2 separate regions of the Rattus norvegicus genome follow, and region 2 is linked to region 1. The links are chromatin contacts, called in public Hi-C maps. All regions are on one chromosome and are shown on one strand. The core of a region is the stretch at or near the end of the contact, and the rest is flanking DNA. Distances in the headings are between cores, read along the strand shown. Region 1 overlaps LOC120094708 (a long non-coding RNA gene). Region 2 has its middle 280 kb from the start of Tns1.

Region 1 (4,844 bases), core at 1,293-3,792:
TCATTTTATAGGAAAGGGACATTCTCCATCCCCAACTCAATAGCGCATTGTCAAAGACTTTGGACATATTTAAAAGCCACCAGATGTGATAAAATTGTGGGTCAGTAAATAAATGGGCTGGATGGATTGAGATCCTGATGTATGCTGAAGACTATGCTTGTTTGATTCTCATTTAAAGAGTTAAAAAGCCTAGGATGGCAATTTGTGCCTTCATTTGACTGAAGTCATTTAATCCCTCTGTGGGCAAGGTGATGGGTGGAAAAGTAGGTACCAGCTCAGGGCAGAAGGGCAGCTGGATATCACCCACCAATGGGATGTTGTCCGAAAGGCTCTCAAAATGCTCTGCCACATGAGATGTCATTCTGAGTCAGGGTCAGTTCACTGAATCTCAGTCTTTCACTTTATAGTTGGCAAGGCTGAAGCGACTGGAAGAGTCTTATCCAAGGTGATGCCATCCAGCCTGGTGGCCTGTAGCTCTGTGTATCTATAGGAGTAGAGTGTGTCTCTAGAAGCAGAAATAAACAGAGGTGGAGAGTTTATCTCTCAGTCACACTGGCTGCCTTTTAGGGCCCAAGTGCTACTTGTGGCTGGTGGGGACTCCACCCAGTAAAGTAGATAATAGTCAGACCCGCAGCAGCACTGATCTACTGGCACACAAGCTGCTGGATTTGGAGGGAACTCTAGGCAGGAAGGCCCAGTCCTCTGTTGACCAGGCCTTGGAACTTTCCCCAGGGACGCTGTGGGTAGCTGGGAACTGGCTGTCAGAAGAGGTTCAGAACTTCTCTAAAGCCCTAAGCCTGCCTTCTCCATTTGCATGTCCACTTTGGTCTGGCTCACTCTCATTAGATTTGTAGCAAGAGGCTAAAGGCTTGGCTGACTAGAGAGAGCCTGGCTGAATCTTTGGGGAGGGACCCTGTTTAGGGATTCAAAGGACCTAGGAGAGAAGCTCTCTGACAATAGCACTGTAGAGGCTGATAAGACCCCTGCCAGGAGAGGGAGGCTGCCTAGAGATCTACACATTCGCCACTTCTGACTACAGTCCTGGATCTCAGAAGAATACTACCCTGCTTCAGCCCCTCACCCTCTGTATTGTACCTCAGCTTGGATAAGAGACCAAAAGCCAGTGCAGTCCCTTCACAGTCTTCATGGAGGCCTTTGACATTAGCATTACCTCCCTTTTATTGGATTAGGGGCAAACACTATTTCTCCTTTCATCTGTAGTTGCATGGAGGGGATGCTAGCACCCACCTTCCCCATTCTACTTTCAGGCGTTACCAAGGCTGCTTTGGCCCCGTGCCTACTCTGGAGCAGGGCAGCAGAGGTTAGAGTCTTGGCTACTTACCCTGAGTCCTCTTCCAACCCCACAAGTGATTTAGCCAAGTTGTTCATCATTTTGGACTTCAGTTTCTCATCTGCAAAACGAAGAGGAAGTGACTAAGCCAGTGTTTCTCACAGACCACGTGATCAGGAGCCTCCCGAGGAGCATGCTGAAGGGCAGGTGTGACCGACTAGGTCTGAGAGCAACCTGAGACTCTGTGTTTCTTAGAATCCCGGGGCTGCTTTTGTTGCTTATCTATAGTGGCAAGGGTGTAGTACTGTGTGTGGGATGCTTCCTATATAAATAGGAACATCCTGTTTGTGCTCTTTAGTAGGGAAACCACCTACTGCAGGAGACTGCCGAGCACTTAAAGCCTAGCTGGTGAGTTCAAGGAGCTAGCTTTTCGGTTTTTACCTTGTCTTAATGAATTAGGGTATCCAGCGGCTACCATGTTGGATGGCACAGCGTGGGTATCCTCTAAGACATTTTACTGACCAGCTGTGTGGAGTTAGATAGGTGGTTTAATTTCTCAGACTCACAGCTTTACCACGAGTACAAGTAAAAACAAAAAGGTAACGTTTCCTGTTTATCAGGGAGGCTGGTCGGCTGGTAAGAATAGTCTGTAGTCTGAGCAGACATGTGCTATGTAGTTATGGTACTATTATTACTGTTACTACTCTTGGTATCTTACAGTGGAGCAGTGGGAAGAAAACGGTATTGAAGTTAGACAAACTGTATTAAAATCTCAGATCCAACTAGCTCTTGTTGTTTTGGGCTTCTGCAAACTTTGGTGGCAGCAGCTCTAAATAGCAGCTTTCCAGGATGGAGACTCTTAAACGCATCAAAAGTTAAGCAGCTACAGGTACAATGTGCAGGATACAGGAGGTAATCAATATGTTCGGTCAAACACTATCCTACCACTCTTAGATGCCAGGGTTCAAATCCTGGCCCTTCCTAGCCATGTGTTCTTGGGAACCTATTAGATCTCCTTTCCTTAGTTTTATTGTCTGCTAGAGGAAGATCAGGATCATATCCAGGAAAGTCTGGCTACTGATGTTGCCATTTGACAAGTGGTGAGTGAGTTCTCTCCGTATTCTGTTAGGAATCTGATAAAGAATGACAAATAAAACTGGAAACTCACCCGGCTCCTCCCATCTGTATGATTCTGTGCTAAGTCAGATTCATATGATGCTGAGGGTGGGTGGTGGTGTAACTGGGAGGACAGACAAGGCCTTGTGAAAAGAGGCATTTCAAGGGAGCCAACACACAGTTGATGACTGGATGTTGGGAGGGAGGCAGAGTCTGGGCTGCAGATGTGAGTGTATACCTTGTCTGCTCACAAGGTTGTTAAGAATCAGTAGGAGGTCATGTGCAAATGACCAAGGTGGCATGTTTGGGAGGAGCTTAGCACATGGGTGTCTCTTCTCCTCTGTGGTGCTGCAGAGCCGTACCCCATGCTGGCTGGGCAGTCTCAGGCCCTGCACGGGAACTCATCCTTCTTGTAGTTCAGGTCTCCCTAAATTAGGAACATTTCCCTGTTATGGTTGAACAGATATCACCGTAGGGCATACCCAGTTTACTATTTGATGGATATTGCATTGAGCCCCAAAAGAATAAAACATTAGCACAAATAGCCTATGACATTGGAGAATGAGATCTCTTTTTAACAAGGATTTTATTTATGATCAGTGTGTGTGTGTGTGTGTGTGTGTGTGTGTGTGTGTGTACATGCGTAGCTGCAGTCTCTGTGTGAAGACCATACACAGAACAACTTTCAGAAGTTTGTTCTGTCAATCCCATGTGTTGAGACTAAGACCAAACTTGCCAAATTTGAAGCAAGCTTTAATTAAATACTGGCCAGGTCCATACTCAGGTTCTCAGGAAAGGGCCATGAGTCACATTTTGCTGAGGCTTAAAATGGCAAAACCATCTGGATGGTGGTGGCCCACGCCTTTTATCCCAGCACTTGGGGGACAGAGGCAGGTGAATCTCTGAGGGTTCCAGGTCAGCCTCTTATACAGACCAAGTTCTAGGCCAGCCAGGCCTATAGAGAGAAACCCTGCTCAAAACAAACAAACAAACAAACAAACAAACAAACAAAGACAAAGCCCAGAATTCACCACATTTCCCCTCAGATCCAATCATGGACGAGCATGCATCCTGACTATGTCCTGCCCATGTACCTCCCACCCACATGTGATCAAGCACATCCCAAGCACATGGGTCAAATAAGCTTGTTTAGGGGAGCAAAAACACGAACAATAGCCTCCATTTTGTCACGAGTGCTCTCAGGTCTCTCCTGCTGTTCGGTGGGTAAATACCTTTACCCATGGAGCTTCTCACTGGCCCTGGAAATGAGACCTGAGTAGGTTCTCTGTCTGGGAGGTTCTGCAGCTTGAGTGTAGTTGCTGGTTTATAGCTCCTTTGAGTTTCTCCTTTTACATTCTGTATTGATCATTGTCCCTATGCTATCAGCCCTGTCAATGAGAGAGCTTATTATGGTGGTGCCGTTTGATAGTTGTTATTATTTCAAATATCTAATTTCCTTCCCCAGGAGAGCGTTTGGGGTGGGGAACTTGTCTTGCACCCCTGTATCAGCACAGTTGACTTGCTGCTCATGTGTGATGTTAAAGCTAAGCCGTGTGACCGTCTTCAGGAGGAGTACCACAGGGAAGCAGCATCTGGCTCAGTCAGAAAGAACACCATTCTGAACGGTAATCTCCTCTCAGATGCAGACGCTCTTGGACTCTGTTAGGTGGGCAATTTGCAAAGTAACTGGTTAACAGTGGCGTACTGTGTCCCAAACCAGATACTTTGTCATATTTTCTCAGAGTGTTTAGCTGCTTCTTTGAGAACCTTGTAATAATTTAGTGGGGGTGGGGAGTGTCTCCTTTTTGTTACTCCTCCTTATAGCACACGATGAAACCCATTTTCCTCATTAGCATCAGAGTTTCAGTGGTTTAGCAGTAACCTTGAAGTTTCTGTTCCTAAGCATGGGGAGCTCTTCCCCTGATGGGTGCTTCTGGTTTCCTTCCCATACTCTGGGATACAAATGCTAGTTGAGTCTAATCCCAAACGAGGTTACTTTGTCTTCGAATTTAAATGTAAATGTCTGATTTTTCTTAATAGTGAAGATTTACTTTAAATTTACTTTGAAGTTCTAGAATGTTTCCAGTGCCTTTGAATATAAATGTAAAATTTAGTTTAAATGTCATCTTGCCAGGAATGGGTGATTAAGGCAGATGTGCTGTTTGGAGAACTGACAAATGCTATTAAAAAGAGCTTAATGTTTTTGAGAATGAAAAATGGCAATTTAAGCACCATAAAAAGCCAGAAATGACTAAAATGATAATTTCCATTACCAGCAACATGCCAATTTGAAAAGGAGCAATGGGGACTTATTGACTTGGTAGGTATTATCAGAAAAACCTTTATTCTGCAACAAAAGTGAATTGTTCCTTTTTAATAGATCAGCAAAGCAATTATCATTTTTTTAAAAAATTTCTATTAAAAAAATTAAGGCCTG
Region 2 (4,877 bases), core at 2,214-4,713, 210 kb before region 1:
CAGTCCATATGGGTGGACTGAGGCACGGTGGGCACAGGCAGACCTTGTCACAGGCAGCACACATGCCTACACCTGATGAGCATTCTTGTGGCAAAGCATGAATGGGGCAGGATTGTGCTTGTGTGAACACATACACAGAAGATCCAGCTTCATGCCCAATTCACCCAACAAGTGCATATATTCACCGGCTCTTAGAAACATCGGTACTGAACTTATAGGTAATAGGTATTTGTTTATGCTCACACATGGTGGGCTCTCACAAGTACCAAGTTTAGTATACACACTCAAAGGTGAACCCTGGGCAAGCTTAGGCTAGTCACATGTAGACGTGTGTGTGTGTGTGTGTGTGTGTGTGTGTGTGTGTGTGTGTTGTGTGTGTGCATGCATGTGCAGGTGCATGCGTATGTGAGCGTGCATAAGTGTGGAGGCCACAGGACAACCTCAGGTGTTTTCTCAGCTAGCCACTTTTTCCAGAGACTGGGTTTCTTACTGGCCTAGAACTCACATAGTAGCTTAGGAAGGCTAGCCAGTCAGTGAGCCCCAGAGATCCTCCTGCCTCCACCTCTACTCTCTGGGATTGCCAATATGACCTACCACACCTGGCTTTGTTGTGTATGGAGGTTCTTGGGATCAGTCAGACACAGGTCCCGGTGTTTGCAAGGTAAGCACTTTATTGACTGGGTTATCTCCCCAGGTTCCCTCTGCCGCTGCATTCATACTCACAGATACATCCTAACCAATCAACGCCCAATCTAATAGCAAGACACAGTGAAGACCTTGAACACATTCATCCCCTGGGCCTCTACCTTCTGACAGGATCATAAATTCTTTCCTGAGCATGGGATGAGACCTGAAGACTCTACCCAGAAGCAGACAGAGGAGTCCTATAGGGCAGAGCTATTCTTTGTTGCGTGTTGAGTCCTGCCAAAGCCACTTATGTGGTTGAGAAATAGTCTGGAAGGCAGCATTCCAGGTCTGTGCCACCGGCCACTTGACCTTGTCACCATCCTTGCCGATGAGTTCTAGGCTCTAGGAAGGGAGTTTCAAAGTCTTCTATGGCCCCTCTCCCCAAAGTCTTCTTGTTCATTTCAGCCTCCATGGTGTGGCCCGTGGGAGGGGAACAGCTCGGGTAGGTACAGGGTAGACTGTGGAATAGATGACTTTGATATTCTCGTTGAAAATTTGAATTTTGAAGTTGTTTCTATCCTTTTCTGAGGTTTAGAGTTCTTCCTGTCTTTCTGCCTTCCTCACCCTTACACCCCCCTTCCGCCCCCCGCACTGTTATTAGGGAAAGAAAATTGGACATCGAGCCCATTTTGAGAACATCTCTCAGAATAATTGTGCCATGACACACAGGGAGTGCAAAGAAAAAAACAGGAAGCCAGGCTGTGAGGACTGCTTTGAAACTGGCAGGCTGCAGGCTGCAGCATGGCCATTGGCCAGACAACCTCACTGATGGCAGCCGGCCGTTCCCCACCACACTGCTTCCTGCTGGGCCTGGTTCTGAGGGATGCTGCCATGGTCTGCACTGGCTCCTGTGGTGGGGCCGATGACCTTCCTCTTCAGACCCCAAGCCCAAGTCCAGTGTGCCATGTTGACTCCATGTGGAGTGGATGCTGGAAGCCAGCCCCTGGCTCCTCCCTTGTTCTGGCCATGGGGCAAGCCTCTATGGGAAGCCTGCTTAACCACATTTGTTTGGGAGATTTTCTGGGCAGTTTAGATTTGGGTCAGAAGGTGGCTTTGAGGATTAATCGATTTCAATGTTTTTATGGTGAGTTTGGTGCCCTCCTCAACTCAGTTTTTCCACGTCTCTTAATTTCCAATTACATGTGCTGAGAGATTGGACTCTTGGAGTTCTGGGATAGTCAGAGTGCCCCTCGAGGTGGACAGGGTGTCACTGGAGGATGCTGACACCGGAGGAATTCTTCTGATGTTGCTACTGGGCAGGCACTAAGTAGTGGAAAGGGTAAAGGCCACCTGGGTGCATGACTTTTCCTTCGAGGAGGGAGCTAGCTTGGATGACCCCCCCCCCAGGAGCCATGCTGAGACTTAGAGGCAAAGAGACTTACTTTCCTATTTAAAGGGCCCTCCTCACACAGGAGGGACAAGACTCTTCTGTATCTAGCACAGCCGTAGGGGGCTTAGATGGGATGTATCCCTTTCCTCCTTTTTCGTAGGTAGGTAAACACCCATTAATTTACTGACAAAAGCAATAGTCATGGATTTAGTCTGTGATTCTGAGAGCTGGTAATTTGGATGGGGCTCAGCTGGGTGGGTCTACAGCCCTGGGCTGGGGTTTGTTCCCTAGCTCTCAGCAATCAGTCACCAGGTGGTCTGCACTTATTTGCTCACAGGTGGCAGAAGCTAAGAGGAACCAGTTTTCCTTGTTTATCCATCTTCTTAAGAGGAGATGGGGTTTGATCTGGGGAGAATGAGAAGCCCCTCCGAGCTCAGGCGCGTTAATGGCATGGCATCACATTTAACCTGAGTAAGTTGTAACATAAGCTCCAAATGTCTAGACTGCACATAAAGGGCACGGATACCAAGAAGAGTGGAGAAGGCTGGCCCCCTTTACAGTTTGGTGCTGGGGGTAGATTTTTGAGCTGATGTCCAAAGAGCTTTCTAAGGAGTTGAGCTGTTTCGCACAGGTGCAGACGGATTTGCCAACCTCTGGTCTGCTCTGGCTGAGGATCCGCTTCTCAGTGAATGAAATGCTTGGCCTCCTAAGGCCTTTTCTGGTCCCCGGTGTTTATTTAACTAGAGATTTATTCTCAACAATCTATGGTTGACAATCGTCATAGTCACGGACTATGGAGAGAACTGGAGTAATGTCCCCAATTCGTCACTGTACCATCACCCTGCCTTTGTCATACCCCATCAAGACTCCCCCAGATTCTCCTTCATCTACCATCGCTCCCTGCTGCAGAGGGCCTTGCTCACACCGACCAATCACAGCAGATTTGGTTAGGTGTAGGGAACAGAAGAGAGAGGACGGGCACCCTTAAAGGCAGCATTTTCAGGACGTTGTTTTTATCTTACAGGCTTTAAAGAAGAATGCGCTGGAGAAGAAAAAGGAAATAGCCTGTGCACAATTTTCAGAGCAACGCAGGGCGAGGCAGAGAGTAGAAAGTGGGAGATGCCAACAAGCCAAGCCCAAGTGGGTTTTCTGGGATGGAGATATAAACTTGAGCTATGAAGCTGGAGACAGGCAGGAAGTGGGCTTGGCCGGCACGAGGAGGCGCATGCGTCGTCTGGCAAACCATCCCTTTCCAGGCTTGTCTTCTCAGTTCCCTTTGGTTTCCAGCCCCTCCTGACCCTGGGGACAATGCTGCTCTGTGTTGAGACTTTTGTGATGGCTGAGAGAGAGGAAGAGAGAGAGAAAGATGGTCAGGGTGGCGGTGTGTGAATCACTCTTGTCACGTAGTCCTGTCAGCTGCAGTGGCTCCTGAGTCTGCACAGGGGTTCGGGAAACTATGGCCCAAGTTGAGCCCATGCCTGGAAGCTGGTCAGCCAGCTGCAGGGTGTGCTGCTCTGAACTACCCAGTGTGCAAAGGGCAGGACATGGGAGCATGGGGGAAGGTTTGTTACCATGGGGACAGGGTGAAAACACTCAAGCTGCAGGGATGGGTTCTGGCCTTTGCTATCTCTTTCCTAGGTTGCTATGGAGCTGATGCTCAATGCTTCTGGAAGTTCGAGGGCCTTGGGTTCATCCCAGAGATGAGGACCCTTTCTTGTCCCTTAGCTCAAGCAGGATGTGTCTTCCTTAGCCTGGGGGCTGTCCTCAGCGACTGGAAAGGAAAATGTCCCCAAGTTTAGATATGACATCTTATTCTAGTGCAAAGAAGGCAGAGTAAGTCATGCAGGATATTGAGTGCTCTGGGTTCTAAGCACTGGCTTTGGAATAGGAAACTAGAGGTTCAAAGGCTGGCACATTGCAAAGACATAGAGTCAGGAGGGGATGTCCTTGGTGCCAGGCACTGAGGGAAGTCTGTGTTGCTTGAAGACAGCATGGGTTTCTGAGGATGGAAGCAGCCCTCCATAACTCCCCGTATCTCTGTTTCACCTTAGAAAAGGAGGTAAGAAATCCTGTGATCCACACAGGGTCTCAGTGTGATTCATCCAGCCTCTATGCCTTCTCTCATCTGACCAGCAGAGGGCAGTGTGGTACTGTCGGTGGAACTGACTCAGTAAGGTTTCTTTCCACTCCAGTACTTGCCTCCTAATCTTTTAAAACCGAAGCTGCTTACACACAACCTTGTCTGTCAGAATGGCATGGATTAGACTGGCACTCTGAGCCCCTTTTCTGACAGAATGCCGCCCCCCCCCCCCCGCGCGCTTATTCAGAGACCATCTGAACTCTCACCTCCGTTCCTTGGGCCCAGCAGGTGACTCAGAGCCTCAGGGATAAGGTCCATGGGAGGGCAGGCACGGTGGGCGAGCGTAAATGGTTTTCAAGATCCATTCTTAGCTGCTTCTTGAGCCAGTTTTGAGAGTGGGTGGACTGCTCCAGCCTATTAAGGAACGTGAGATGCTCCCTTCCTCTACCCCCCCCCCCCGCACCCCCTATGTCTGACTTTCGCCCCCCGGGGGTTGATGGGAGGACTCTACTGGATCCCTGTGGGATTCCCGGACTACCCATACAACCCCGGCAAGTCTCTTCTCTCCAGAAAGCACTTTCTCCATTGGAAAAGTGAGAGCGTTGGGGTCTTATGGCCTGAAAAGGCTTGGAATGGTCACCTTTCCTATTTCTACGTTGGGACTCTGTTTCCTTCCGATTGCAGGTTAGCTGATTGAAGAATAAAGACTGGACGGGTGAAGGGTACTCACTCTAGGATTGTAACTAGGAATATAAGCTACTGTCTGCCTCGCCATTGCTC

Evidence for each region. Hi-C and Micro-C count contacts between places; a contact is called where the count stands out from the background.
Region 2: a Hi-C map of Schwann cells shows a contact between it and region 1, with 5 times the contacts expected there. The contact joins two enhancer-like sites. A contact is called at or near these places in 8 of 12 Hi-C or Micro-C datasets (the A7r5 cell line, the Rat2 cell line, Schwann cells and 5 more).

The regions. Positions count from the first base shown.
Region 1 is chr9:82,660,264-82,665,107 of GRCr8, reverse strand. LOC120094708 (a long non-coding RNA gene) reads right to left here. Exons shown (of 3, transcript XR_005489206.2): 2 at 1,343-1,412; 3 at 1-505. Among named protein-coding and RNA genes, the nearest start is that of Pincl, 210 kb to the right of the region's middle. Within about 2 kb of position 2,542, at least 5 of the 93 cell types and tissues checked have an H3K27ac peak or open chromatin away from gene starts, as enhancers often do. A contact at or near this core is called in Schwann cells, where this site is marked.
Region 2 is chr9:82,868,252-82,873,128 of GRCr8, reverse strand. No RefSeq gene overlaps it. Among named protein-coding and RNA genes, the nearest start is that of Tns1, 280 kb to the left of the region's middle. Within about 2 kb of position 3,463, at least 5 of the 93 cell types and tissues checked have an H3K27ac peak or open chromatin away from gene starts, as enhancers often do. A contact at or near this core is called in Schwann cells, where this site is marked.